3 separate regions of the Mus musculus genome follow, and all the other regions are linked to region 3. A link is a contact called in public HiChIP or PLAC-seq and promoter capture Hi-C data. All regions are on one chromosome and are shown on one strand. Each heading gives the region's core, a stretch centred on a gene start, on an enhancer-like site or on the middle of the called end of the contact. The rest is flanking DNA. Distances are from core to core; before and after follow the strand shown. Region 1 has its middle 6.0 kb from the start of Gm23025. Region 2 holds the start of Lrba (LPS-responsive beige-like anchor). Region 3 overlaps Lrba (LPS-responsive beige-like anchor).

The links. Promoter capture Hi-C pulls out the DNA fragments that hold promoters and counts their contacts. HiChIP or PLAC-seq counts read pairs in DNA pulled down with a chosen protein or histone mark.
Region 1: a contact with region 3 is called in an H3K27ac HiChIP or PLAC-seq map of large pre-B cells, with 4 times the contacts expected there. The contact joins two enhancer-like sites. A contact is called at or near these places in 2 of 115 datasets of contacts at active chromatin or transcription factors (acute myeloid leukemia and large pre-B cells) and 1 of 9 other capture datasets (embryonic stem cells).
Region 2: a contact with region 3 is called in a promoter capture Hi-C map of pre-B cells, with 7 times the contacts expected there. The contact joins the promoter of Lrba here to the enhancer-like site in region 3. A contact is called at or near these places in 16 of 39 promoter capture datasets (the 3T3-L1 cell line, 3T3-L1-derived adipocytes, the C10 cell line and 11 more), 1 of 484 Hi-C or Micro-C datasets (granulocyte-monocyte progenitors), 11 of 115 datasets of contacts at active chromatin or transcription factors (embryonic forebrain, embryonic limb bud, embryonic midbrain and 6 more) and 3 of 9 other capture datasets (adipose tissue, liver and pancreatic islet).

The regions. Positions count from the first base shown.
Region 1 is chr3:86,195,105-86,199,753 of GRCm38.p6, reverse strand. No RefSeq gene overlaps it. Among named protein-coding and RNA genes, the nearest start is that of Gm23025, 6.0 kb to the right of the region's middle. Within about 2 kb of position 3,078, at least 48 of the 459 cell types and tissues checked have an H3K27ac peak or open chromatin away from gene starts, as enhancers often do.
Region 2 is chr3:86,223,380-86,228,270 of GRCm38.p6, reverse strand. Lrba (LPS-responsive beige-like anchor) reads right to left here and starts at 3,581. Exons shown (of 57, transcript NM_030695.2): 1 at 3,517-3,581; 2 at 2,767-3,202. The coding sequence starts at 2,982.
Region 3 is chr3:86,756,278-86,760,737 of GRCm38.p6, reverse strand. It overlaps Lrba (LPS-responsive beige-like anchor), which reads right to left. Exons shown (of 57, transcript NM_030695.2): 53 at 3,189-3,356. Among named protein-coding and RNA genes, the nearest start is that of Gm52625, 8.2 kb to the right of the region's middle. Within about 2 kb of position 2,002, at least 46 of the 459 cell types and tissues checked have an H3K27ac peak or open chromatin away from gene starts, as enhancers often do. A contact at or near this core is called in granulocyte-monocyte progenitors, hematopoietic stem and progenitor cells, memory CD8 T cells and 2 more, where this site is marked.

The DNA.
Region 1 (4,649 bases), core at 1,829-4,328, 560 kb after region 3:
AACATGGGGTGTTCACAAAGGAAAGGTGAAGTCCCTAAGAAGAGATGCCCCGAGAGAGGGTCCACTCATGTGACAAGAAAGGCACTTCTGCTGGATTCACAAACCTCTTGGTTCCCAGGTAATGTAATCCCTGGTGCCAGACACAGAACTGCAAGGTTTGCTGTTTGCCCTGCTAGGGTTGGGGTTTGCTTGGGTCTTGTCTTTAGCTGTTGGTCCACCATTTCTCTCCTTTTAGAATGGAAGTCTTTTCTCTGTTCTGTTGTCAGGTGTTCTGTCAGAGAATACCTTCCAACATCCTGACTGTTGGGAGACTTGTGTTTTGATTTTATAGGGGCTCATAGACATTGTCAAGAATATCAGGAAGAAACTTTAGGCTTTGGAACCATGTCAGGACTCTAAGAAGGCCTTTAAGCAGCAGAACCTGGTGAGAGGAAGTTAGGTCATTGGGGAAGTAAAAGGTAGATTGAAACACTGGCTATTTCCTCTCTCATTGCTTCTCAACTATGATGTGAGCATACACTTTCTGCCAGGCTCTTCCACCATTATGTTCTGTGTCACTCCAGGCCCAAGACAATGGAGTCACTCAGTGGTGGCCCGAAACCTCTGAAATAGTGATCCAACATAATACTTCCCTCTGGTAATTAGTTTATTTTATTACAGGTATTGATATTTTCAAGTTATAAGAAATATACTTCAAAGTATGATGGTACACAGCTGTAATTCCAGCACATGGCTGGAGGTGGAAGGTTAAGGCAAGTTCAAGGTCATTCTGAGCTATAGTAAAACTCTTTCTAAGGGGAACCACATATAAATAGACACACACATATACACACATCCTGGGTGTATACACACACAGTGGGAAGCATCACCAGTTGGCTTGAGCGAGAAGAGAAGGCTGTGATGAATAGAGAACAAGCCTGGTGAAATATTGCATTCCAACACCAATAAGGAAAAGTTAACATGAAACTCACAGGAGTACATCATCTAAAAACTCTAGAATATGATTAAGGAATAAGATTCAAAGACCCATGAGATAGATGAAGGATCTGAAATAAAACTAAAGGCACAAGAATCAAAGCAGAAAATTCCTCAAATCTAGAGGGAAAATAGGGATATCGAAATACAAGAGCCATTGAGACCTCTGAATAGATGTAAGCAAAGAAGAATCTATAATGTATTATACTCAAGATGTCAAAAATGCAAAGTAAAGAAATATAATAATAATAATAATAGTAATTATTATTATTATTAGGTTTTTTGAGACAGGGTTTCTCTGTATAGCCCTGGCTGCCCTGGAACTTACTTTGTAGACTAAGCTGGCCTCGAACTCAGAAATCTGCCTGCTTCTGCCTCCTGAGTGCTGATATTAAAGGCGTGTGCCATCTTGCCCGGCACAAAGAAACTTTATTAAAAGCTGTAAGGGAAAAAATACCAAGTCATCTACAAAGATAGAAATGTCAGAATAGCATCAGATATCTTGTCAGCATTTCTAAAAGTTAAGAAAGCTCAAATAATATATCTGAAGCCCTAAAAGTTATAACTACCAACCAAGATCCATATCTAATAAACCTACTACATTTTAAATTTTATAGGAAAATAATCACCTATCAATACAAGCACAAAGTAAGGGAACTCATTATCACTGATCCAGTGTTACAGAATAATCCATGGAGAAGAGTAATGTGTACAGAAGGAGGACTCTCAGTTGCAAAAGAACAAGAATAAATGTAGAGAGGAGTAGATGAGAGAGCTAGGAGCCATCATGTCTTCACAGTCAACCAGCAGATCCTTAATCCTAATGGGGAAGAAGATAAAGTCAAACAATAATCCAGCCTATGAGAAAAGCAACAACATTATAGGAATTAGTAAATACTTCTCAGTAACAACTTGCCAAAAAGAGACATAGACTGGCTGGCTAGATTTAAAACTTAGATCCTATTCTCTGTGGTCTCTAAAAAACATATCTCATGAGTTTAAAAAGAAAAAAAAAATCCAAAGACTTAAGAATTAAAGAATAAAAAACATGGGGCTGGAGAGATGGCTCAGTGGTTAAGAGCACTGTCTGCTCTTCCAAAGGTCCTGAGTTCAATTTCCAGCAACCACATGGTGGCTCATAACCATCTGTAGAGGGATCTGACACCCTCTTCTGGTGTGTCTGGAAACAGTTACAGTGTAAACATATAAATAAACTAAATCTTAAAAAAAAGAGAGATAATAAAAAACATTTTATCAAGCAAATAGAAACCAAAACCAAATCAATATATCTATACAGATGTCTGAGAAGAGACTTGAACCAAAAAAGAAGAGATAAAAACTACTACATCTTTTTTCTTTTTTTTTTTTTTTTTTTTTTTTGGTGTTTTGAGACACGGTTTCTCTGTGTAGCCCTGGCTGTCCTGGAACTCCCTCTGTAGATCAGGCTGGCCTTGAACTCAGAAATCTGCCTGCCTCTGCCTCCCAAGTGCTGGGATTACAGGCGTGTGCCACCACTGCCCAACCAAACATCTTAATAAAGGGAAAGTTCATCTAAGAAGGTATAGCAATTGTAAATATTTCCCTAATTACTATAGATGCAAAAATGCTCAATGAAATTTTTGTAAATCAAACTCCAGAATCCATTAAGCAGTACCCACTTGACCAACTAAGTTTCATTCCAGGGATGCAACTTTGGTTCAATATATGGAAATCAATAAGCATTTTTATAAATAGATTCAAGAGCAGGGGTCATATGAACATTGTAATCAATACAGAAAAGCCTTCAGTAACCCTTCAAGATAAAAATTCTCTAAGAAACTATGAAAAGAGTTGTTGCCTTCTAAGCTAAGCATGCCAAAAGCACGTCATGGTTTTGACCTCGGTCTTTGCAGCAGAAATGTTAGAAAGTGCTCAAACTCTGAAGATATATATTTTGAGTATGGGTTTGAAGTCTAAAATATGAAAGAAAGGGAGAAGTAGGGCTAATTTTAAAGTTTCGTGCTTAAGCAGCTAGAAGAATTCAGTTGCCGTCAGTCAGATGGGAAGGCCACATCCTGTTGTAAATATAAGTCTGTGGGTTTACAGATGGGCTTTATTTCTTCATAGTGTTTCCTTAGTTATCAAAGTACACTGTTTCCTTTGGTGCATAGCAGGGTTGTTCTAGGAGCCCCTGCAGACAGCAGGATGCTCACATCCTTTATTTAAAATGGCTAGTGTTACAGAGCCTGCATAATTTATTTAATCTCTAGATTACTTTAGCTAAACTGCTAGTGCCCAGTGTAACGTAAATGCTGTACCAAGAGCTGAATGTTCAACACAGATGCAATGTTTTAAATGTTTTCTACTTGAGGTTAGTTAAACGTGGGGTGTGGACATGGTAGGTCTCAGGTCAGGACCACGTTTCACACCGATAGATGATTGTTTTTAACTATAAGGGATCTTTGTGCGCAGTTTTTACATTCCCAGTAAAGTGCTGGTAAGTGAGAAAAGCTTCCTAACTGTTCCTTTTAAGCATTCCGAGTGCCACCGCTGGTGTAGTTTGTGATCCTTGCTCTTGCTGTGCGGCTGAGATCCGGCTGGCACATCGTGGGCGGTTCGGCACAGTGATCCGAGCCGCCCCTGGTGCCGCGGTACGCTAATTGTAGGAATTATCTCTTGCTCAGCTAGCTTCTGAACAGAGAATTTCTGCTGTGATTATCCTCTGTCCTAAACCTCTCACCACAGTGTAAACAAACTATGCTTTCTGCTCCACAGGGAATATTTCACTCTCCTGTTCTATTTCTACAAATAGTTTAAATGTAAGTCTCTATGTGCCTTTCTTCTCATTTTATCTTTTGTGAAATAAAACATTTTTTAATTAAAACAAACAAACAAACAAACAAACTTGCACCTGTAGACCAGGCTGGCTTTGAACTGACAGAGATGGGACTGTCTCTGCCTCCTGAGTGCTGAGATTAAAGGTTTGTGCCACCACTGCCCCATGAAAAGTAAAACTCCTGCTGGGTGTGGTGGTGCACTCCTTCAGAGTGAGTTCCAGGACAGCCAGGGCTATACAGAGAAACCCTATCTCGAAAGAAAAAAGAAAAAGAAAGAGAGAGAGAGAGAGAGAGAGAGAGAGAGAGAGAGAGAGAGAGAGAGAAAGAAAGAAAGAAAGAAAGAAAGAAAGAAAGAAAGAAAGAAAGAAAGAAAGAAAGAAAGAAAGAAAGAAAGAAGAAAACGCCTAGCTCTTCTGGGCTTTACTCTTATTTCAACCAGGGTTATTAGACAAGTGTTTTATTTTCTTTAACAGAAATGCAAAGTCTCTCTCTCTCTCTATCTCTATCTCTCTCTCTGTGTGTGTGTGTGTGTGTGTGTGTGTGTGTGTGTGTGTGTGCATTGTATAGGCATATTTTTGTGTGCATATGTACAGGTACACATGGAGCTCAATGGTCAGACCTAGGCATCTGAGTCTTGTAGATAAGCTGGCCTTGAACTCACAAAGATCTGCCTGCCACATTACCAATATTAAAGGTATTTCCCTCCATACCACCTTATTTTTTGAGACAAGGTCTTTCACTGAACCTTGAGCACACCAATTTAGTTTATCTGCCTAACAAGCAAACTATAGGAATGGATCCTATCTCCTCCTAACCAGTGCTGAAATTATAGGCATAACTGCTGCACCAGGCAGACAT
Region 2 (4,891 bases), core at 2,332-4,831, 530 kb after region 3:
AAAAATGGGGCCAGTCAACTGGTAACAGCACTGGCTGACAATCTGATTTTGATCTCTAGAATCCACAAAAAGCCAGATGCCCTGACTCATATCTGTAATCCCAACACTTCTTCAGCAAGCTCGGAGGAAAAAAGAATCACCCCAAAGGGCAAGGGTCGGCTAGACTAAACTACACAGAGCAGACGGTAAGACAAGTAGAAGTGAAAGGAGAGGACTACCTTCCAAAAATCTGCCCTCTGACCTCCACACCCAGGCCTGGCATGCTCACCCGCACTTACACATGCATGCCCGCACACAACAAAGAAGAAAATGTGTTAAATAAGTAAATAAGGTGGAGAGTGCACCACTGGACATCAACCTCTGGCCTACACACATACATACACTAGTACATACATACATACAAGAAAAAAGTTAATAAGCAACTTTCTGCACAGACTGAATGAGAAACCAATGATGTGAACTAAAAAAATGTGTTTACATTAAAGTTGTTTTTTTTAAAGCAATGTTGTAAAAAGTTTTTTTTTTTAAGTTAGATAAAAAGGAATAAAATCCATTGGTGGAGGGTTAGCCATGAATATTTATCAAGACCAATGACTGCTGTGTCCTTGAGGCAAGCACTGCCTAAGGTACAAATACCTGCTTAGAGACAAAAAAACAACCACACACCAATTCATGTGACTGATAAAGTCCTGAAAAAACTAATCCTAAAAACCAAACTGGAGCAAGTGTATATTTAACTCTTCACTATCTTGGTCTCCGAGTTTTTGAAATGGCACCTATGTATTAGGTTATGTAGAGAAGAGTTAAATAAGAAGGCCACTTGGTCCACTACCGGGCACAGAATCAAGGTTCTTCTTTGGAACAGAATTACAGCTCACACTATGTCCACTAAGAAATATTAGATGCAGCAATGGTAACAAATGAGATGAACTAGCTGGACCACCAACGCCCTATATTTTAATCATGAAAGGTACTCTAAATGATGACTGAGGAAAGGACTGCCAGGGGCCCCTCTCAGCCACTCTGCCCATGCTGCTCAAAAGGGTGGATACTGCTGAAAAGGGCATACAAAGGACAGACCTTACCTCTTTGTACACTGTAAGCATGCAAGTATGACGAACCTAACCTTAAAGTCCATATCAGGACCACCCTTCAGCAAACTATTAATAAAAAATTTAGACTTTCTTTAATGATAAAAATCCAAGTGATTCCTGTTGGTCATCCACCCCATCAAACCACACTATAAAGAAGAGGAGTCTGTACCTTCCTGCCAAAGCGTGCTGTATGTCCACACAGAAACAACTAAGGATGGATGATATCACTACAAGATTTCTGTACATCCAAACTACATTAGGTTCAGAAAGAGAAACCAAGATTACATTTTAAAAAATTAGTTTTTTGTGGAAAAGGAATAGATGAATTTGCGTTTCATCTGGAAGCTCACTGTTGAAAGTTCAAACACAAGATCCCCAAAGTAGTAAAGTTGGATGATGGATACCCAGAGATCACTACACTATTCTAATATATATAATATGCATATATTATATATATGTTTCAATAATAGTTTCAAAAATGTGTATATATGTATGTATCTTTCAGTATATCAAAAATCATAATACAATAATAAAGAAATAAAATATAGCTTAAAGTTTTACGCTTCAAAAGTAAGTGCCTATACCTATATCACCTATACCTATTTTGTCATTCTATAATCTGTATTGCAAATAACCGGACTAACAGTAAAAGCCTAATGAAGGAAATAATTAACTGCCGGGAATAAAACAGTCTAACCTCAAAAATATAGAGGTAAAAAGAATGGCTACTAAACAGTTATTACAACTACTGCACATTTATATCTGGCACCTTGTATTATCTTCTAACACTGGTTGAATGAGAGAAAATTATTTTAAAACCAAACTCGGTTTCAACTCTTTTAAGTTTATAAGCAACAGAAAACTAAAGTCTAAAGGCTCCACTAAAACTAATTTCTAAAAATGGAATGGAAAAAGAAAAAAAGAAAGTATCTCATATCCACTTAAAATAAGCCATTGCCCACCATAGTATAATCAACAACTTCCAATGACCAAGTTTGTTTCAATGATAAACACAAATTTACAAAAGTATCAAGCTCACACTGTGGCTGCCTCAGGCCTTTTTCAAATTGACATTCAATTATCACAAGATAACCCTAAACCCACTGCAAAATTCAACCTTGGTTAGTTATTTCTAAAACTAAAAGTAGCCAGAATTTTAAAAATACTAATTTACAAGTTAGCCTATATCAGCACTATGAACATGAATTCTGTATTTAAAACTAACTATAGCAAAACATAACTTAGGCAAAAACTTACATTAGCTCCCAAGTCCAAAAAAAAAAAAGTCATTTATTCAAAATATTAAAGAGAAAAATCGCAGGCTTAAACATACACTCCAAGAGGAAAAAAAAGTTACATCCAAATTCTCCATTGAACACCTGACTACACACACACATGCACACACATACACACACAAATATACTTCCACATCAACACTTGCTTAATTAGCACAAAGGTGATCTGTTCATGTTCATTGAAAACCTGAAGCATCAAATTTTGCATAATTCTCTTTAAACTGAAATACAAGTAATTGCTCCATTTAGGTCAAGTAGAATTTTGTGTCTATCCGTGGAAAAAGCCATTAGATTGAGTGAAGCACATGACCCCAACTTCGTCTTGCTCCCCAACTCACCGAGAAAAGTATATGCTTATAAAATATTGATCTACTTACCAGGTTAAAGACAGTTTCTACAATATCCCTATTGGACACTTCTCCAACTTCAACCAACCCCGTCAGCACGGCGAATTTCATTCTGATGCCCCTGATGGGGAGCCCCGGCTTCAGAGACAGCGCACCCCCTTCCGTAGGGGTTTCTTCTTTCCCTCCACCTCCCCCGTCATCACCTGTTGGTGGCCGGGAAGGGGCACGATTGTCTTCACTAGCCATGACTAGTTCACGAGAAAGGACAAGTCAGAGTCACCCTGGGCCAGCAGTCGCTGCACGGAGAAGAGGCACCAACACACACGCAAACGCTAAACCAAAAAGGGTCTCTGTTCCAACTTGCGGAGAAACCCAAAAAAGCAGGAAAGTCCTTGGTCGTCGCCCTCCTCCTCTTGGAGACTATTTGTCCAATCTCTCTCCCGGAGGCTGACAACAACGCCAAAGCCTATTGGAAGATTAAACATCTGTTAAATAGGGTAGGTCTGTCGTGGGATTTTTTAGGGAGGAGAGGGAAATAGTTACTGTCTGTCAAATAAGTTACTAAGGGCACCCCAAGGGCCAGCCGGCCGGCCGCTCCTCCCGGGCTCCATCGCCCGCTCCGCCGAAGGCGGGTCCTCCAGGCCGGCGAGCAGGCTCACTCCTCCCCCCCCCCCCCCAGCCCGCGCAGGTGGTGGGCGCGGGCAGGTGCACCGCGGGGGACTGTCGCCGGCAGAGGACGGGGGGCCCCTGCGACCACTGAGGTCCAAAGTTCCTCCTCACCCGGAGACTCCGGCCTCGTCCTCACCCCCGCCGGGGCGCAGCGAGACGGAGGTGGCGGCGGAGATCCAGGGCAGGAAAAGGCGGGGGAAGGGGGCGGTGATTCTCCTCAGCGCTCGGCCCAGGGGGAGGAGTGGAGCACCTCGCCCGGGCACCTGAGCTCGGCTGAGGAGAGGAAGGGAGGTGTGTGCTGGGGCGGGAAGGCAGGCCCGACGCGCCTGCGGGGACGGGGACAGGGACCGGGACGGGACCGGGGAGAGAAAGGTCAAGGCACCTGGTCGCAGCCTTCAAGTTTCCCTAGTCCGCTCCCCGGGAGCCCGGCGGCTGCCTAGAACTCCGTGCTTCCCTAGGCCGCCCCACCCCTGCGCTCAGCCCTTGCAAACGCAGCTACTGCAGGCGGGGGCGACGCCGCGGCTCGTGCCGCCGCGGTGGCCGAGGATGCTACTGCCACAGAACGCCGGGCTACGGCGCGCGGGACTACCCCTATGCCTACTGAAGCTGCTCCTCGCCGCCATGACAGCGCCGAGGGCCGCCGGGCGCGGCGTGCGCGTGCGCGAGCGCGAGCGCGCGGGGTGGTGGGGCGGGCGAGCGAGCGAGCGGGCGGGCGCCCTAGCGGAGGCGGCTTAGTAGGGGACGTGCGGGCGGGCCCGGAGAATCGCGGGTGAGTGGCGGAGCAGAGCACGCGCGCTCGCTGGAGGTGCCACGCGGGCGGGAGCGCGCCTCGAGAGCGCGCTGCTCAGGTAGAGCCGCGAGCGGCGCGCTTTTCCCTCGCACTCTTCGCCCAGACTGTGCTTTGGCGACGAACGGGAGGCGGGTGCTGTGCAACAGCAGGTCTCTGAGCGCCGAGGGTACCCGCCCCACGTTGTCAAGGTGTCCTCGTGTTGGACTTGGAGAAGGACACCTGAGGGACTTAGGAGTCGTTGAGGTGGCGGCGCTGGAGCCTCTGGGGAGCAGTCTCCACCCCTGACTGAGCTCAGCTGCTGCCTGCCCGCCCGCGGCGCTAACTGGGAAAGATTTCCACTGGGATGCCCTGGCAGCTGCCGCTGCTCGGAGGGGAGGGACAGCGACTGGGAGGATTCCTTGCCTGGCAGCTGCCGCCCCAGCAAAGCTCTCCCACATTCTAAGGAGTAGAGGATTCATTCCTCAGACAGCTGCTCGGAGCTGTGGAGGCGGGATTCACCGGGGGGGTTGGGGGGGGGCTGGAAATGGGAAAGGGGGTTCCTCTCAATTTCCCAGTGTGGAAGTTAAGTTTGCCTCATTATAGATGCTTTTAAATATATATAAATGAGGATTTGAAGCCAGTACAAATTGTCATAGTCTAATGTTGTCATTCTCTTCACTGCCTCTGATGATGGCAAAGCATTGATCCTGGTGCATT
Region 3 (4,460 bases), core at 753-3,252:
GGTGAGCTCACAAGGTGCGGAGCTTTCTGCAGAAAACACCTTTCGTTGAAATGGTCCTGGTTAATGTTACAAAAACCATCCACAACCAAGTGGAAGACTATTTTCAGCCTTCTTATTGGAAAGCTGCATTCCACAGCAGATAACCATCGCAAGACAATAGAGCCAAAGGTGAAAAACGGCCTGTCTGCCTGCGGAGAGCAAGCCTTTGGCTGCATGATCTAGACAGGTTTCATAAAACATCCAAGTCATTTTTAAAGCTCCAAATTATACTATTTATAGGTTTTATCCAAGTTGAGTTACCCTGATTTTTATCCAACTAATACACATATTAACATTGTATAACATTAGGTTAAAATAGTTACACAGCTACCAACTCTCTATATAGCAACAATTATTAGATTTGAAGAAAATGGTATTTGGCTCTTGCTTATGATCCTTGCAAGTAAAATCACTAACTCTTCTTGTAATTTTAGAATTTAAAATAAAATTAAATTGCTGAACCTAGGAACTATAAAATGCAGAAAAAAGCAATAGGATGCTCTCCACCTCTTTTTTTGTTTCCTTTCATGTAATAAAAATATTGAGGTTAAAGTACTCCTGTGTATTTACCAGCCATCCTACAAGTGTGTGCATGCCAGCATGTGGCCGTTCTCAGGGGTCTTCCTGTCGCTTTGAGACATAGCGGAGGCAGGAGTCTGGACGCTCGCTCATCTGAGGCATCGGCTTCAGCCTTCAGTGGCTGCTCACAGCTTTCGCTGTGCCAGAGGATCAGAGAACTGAACCAGTTGAGACTGTCTGCTATTTGTTTTTAAAAGCTTAGATTGGCTTTTTAATCTTTTTCCCTAATGTGTATAAATTCTCAGAGTAAGAAAAAGTACCTGTTTGTCTTTCTTACAGACTCGTTCTTCAAAGGTAAAGTGAAATTGAATTGGAGCATCAGATATTATAAAAGGGCCAGAAAAGATGAGGTAATATAAGTTATTCAAAATACATTACAGTTTTCTGAAAATTGTATTAGATGTTCTGTGTTTCTGTTTTTTTCTCTTCTTCATTGTGTACATTTCTAGGTGTTACTGCCCACCATGTTTCAGACGAGAGAATGGTGGACATTGCATGCAACATTTTAATATGTAGCCAAGATGGAGTCTGTGAAGTGATTTATGTCTGCTGAACACCTTGTGCCTCTGATAACAGTTCCTACCATTGCTTTATTTTACAGACAAGAGAGAGGGAGAGAGAGAGAGAGAGGGAGAGAGAGAGAGAAGAGAGAGAGAGAGAAAGGGGGGGGGGAGGCACAGCAGAGCCAGGAACTTAGATTTCTCTTACAGTGAATCTCAGTGTTTGATCACTCCTTCTTGATTCACTATTTAAATGACATACATACAAAAACCATCTCTAGGGCAATTTGTAAGGTACTTAAATAAACAACATATTTAAATACATGCATATATCATTTAATGTGTAAGTAGATATAAAATACTCTGAAAATCTAAAGTTTTCTAATTTTAAAACATAATTAAATCTCTGAAATGCTATACAGTTCCATGCAGGAATAGCCAGTAGGGCTTTAGCTGTTTCTCAGAATACACAAGGCTGGAAACTGCGTATCATAGAGAAGGTAATCACGATGAGTGAAAAACAAAGACTCACATATCTGTCTTCGTGGGTACAAACTGCTATACATGCACAAAACGTTGTAAGGCAAGAAAAAGGCTTTCCTAAATTCTTTGAGAGACAAATAACAAACTGGTAGATTTATGTATTACCAAATTTAGGTTTGCCTGATATAATTACTCTTATATTTAGAAAAACAGGAAAAGAGAAACTGAAAGTAGTCACTCAATCTAGGAGGCCAGGACGGGAGAGGCATCAGAGGCCACCACAGCAATCAAAGGGTCATAGTATATATTTAGAAAATCCAAGCCCCCGAGTGTTCTATCCTTTTACGTTAATTGTAATTATATATAAAGCAGAGTTGTCTGTGTAAGTCAGAGATGTGCACAAAGCACACTTCCCCAAAGTACAAACACACACTACAGCTCACTCTGACCGCTGAGACTGGATTGCCCACAGTATCAGAACTTTAACTTTTTTCTATTCTATTCACATATAAGATTATCTTTGATTAAAGTCAGAAATAGGTCCATTAGATATTAACTGAATACAATGTTTGTGATCTAATGCAAAAATCTCTCAAGTGCATAAAAAGAAAAAAAATAGCTTTAAAAAAACTTTGCATTTTACGAAATAAATATTAGCATTTTTTGAACAAAGTGTTCACTGTCACACAAGTACTACCCATTTTTTTCACAACCCAGAGAAGTCAATCGAAAATGTGACAAGGTGAAATACATTTACACCCAGACAAGGTGCAGTATTCAGGTAATAACATGAGCTTTCCTTAGCCAAATACACTGCAAGCAGCTCTCAATTAAAACACGGTAAATATTTAAGAACAGTCACAGAGTCTACCTTATGAGATAGAAATCTATAGCTATTCTTACAGGAACTCTTCTCTGTTGTCATAATCATTTTAATTAAATTCTCATTTTTCAGGTGGTCCCTTTAATTGTTTTTCCTACTTCTTAATGTGTTTTTTAAAGCCATCTCTTGACTGCAGCTGTGTGCGGTTGATTTTAATGGTGGCTGTTTCCTTTTTTGCCTTCTGTGAATTACAATTTTAAATGGTTACACATTTTTTTGTTGTTGTTTTACTGCCTTCAGCAGTTTCTGAAGGAATTTAATGCTGTTGGTGAACATTTCCATTTCCCATCTGAAAAGCCAGGAGCCGATTTGAATCTTCCATATTGGCCTTTTATGACCTGTTTTATCTTTTAATATGTAAATGAAAGTATTATAAAGTTGTAGATTTCCGGAATTATAACTTTTAATTTTCTTTTTTAAAACATGAATTCAATCAACAAGAAAATATGTAATTTCTCTTTTATGTTACAGGTTATATTGTTCATGAGAACACCTCTACTTTAGCTGGTGACACTAGTGCAGCCAAGCATGGGTATAACATGAAAACAAGGGGTTCACATATGAACATGAATTATCAGTGAATTTAGAAATCAGCTACTTGGGTGATTCAGTTTCATTCTCACCATGATGGAAGAGCTTCTACCCAAGGTGCTAGTCTTCTATATGATGTAGAAAGCTCACTTTAAAAACAAGCTTGTACTTACCGCCAGGGTTATCTCCAATCCCGCTGCTCTTCCCATTCCAGTACCACAGAAGAAGAGTTGCGTCACGTGACCCCGAGAGGATGTAACAATTTCCCCCTATGTACGACTCAGAGCGAGCTAGGCAAGTGACAACATCCCAATGGCCAAACACCACTTGGATCAATTTTCCTGAAATATAAAACAATTTTTCTTTAAGGCACAATTAAAAGACAAGGCAAACTTCTATCAAATACATAACCCGCAAGACAATGCTGCCGTGACAATTCAGATCTTAGAACGTTCTGACCTGGCAGGGTTTTTTTGTTTGTTTTTAAATGCTACTTATAATAGTGAGAAAAATCAATTGAATAGTGATAAGATTTTAGAAAGGCATATGTTAAAACTATTTCAACAAATACTTGGGTATGAGGACACCATATCCTTATGAACAGCTACTATAAATTACTAAAGAATAATATTTTCTGGTTAAAGCAGCCCAGGAGAACACTTACACTGGAGCCATTTAACACTTTCTTGAGTTACTCTGTGACACAAACCCAAAGCCTGCTGACTTCCAGGGCTTGGCTCACTCGCAGTCTCGCCTGAGTTCATGATATATATGGAAGCTCTTTTGTTCTTAGGTCACCTTGAAGAGAGTTTCTACTTTTCCAAACCAGGACTCCATGGACTAACTTTTGATCAAAGTAACAGTTTATCATGGTTGCAATTCAAACCCTGCCACTCTTTCTTTGCTCTCATTCTCTGAATGATGAAACTTCCTTTGAGGTGATGATGAAATCAAGATTATAGTGGTTTAATGGGAGGACTGAGAACAGTGCATAAGAACCTAGGCAGTGTACACACAGACAGACAGGGCTTCAAACCCAGGAAGAGTGCACTTCACATAACAGTGTTAGAAACAAAAAACAAGTCCTTGGTGTGGCGATTCTGCCTGACTAACACTGTGATGTCATTTATAGACTCATCTAAAGAATTAGGTATTGCAGCCCCTCTATGTCACTCTAGTTAAATAGTTAACATTTTCCATTGAAAAGTCTAGAGTCTACAAATTACGGAACGCCTGCCCTCAATATTCAGCATGGCTTTAAAAGGAAGTGAGTCAGTAGGACAAAATTACAACTAAGATGTTAAGGAAACTGAAAAAATCATTTCAACCTGGAACATGCAAAACAATATCCAAAAGTCTAAGTTCTCAATTAAAGACTGGTATCTAAAGATACTATGTAGCTTTTCCCCTTTTCTCTCTCCCTCCCTCCCTCCCTCTCTCCCTCC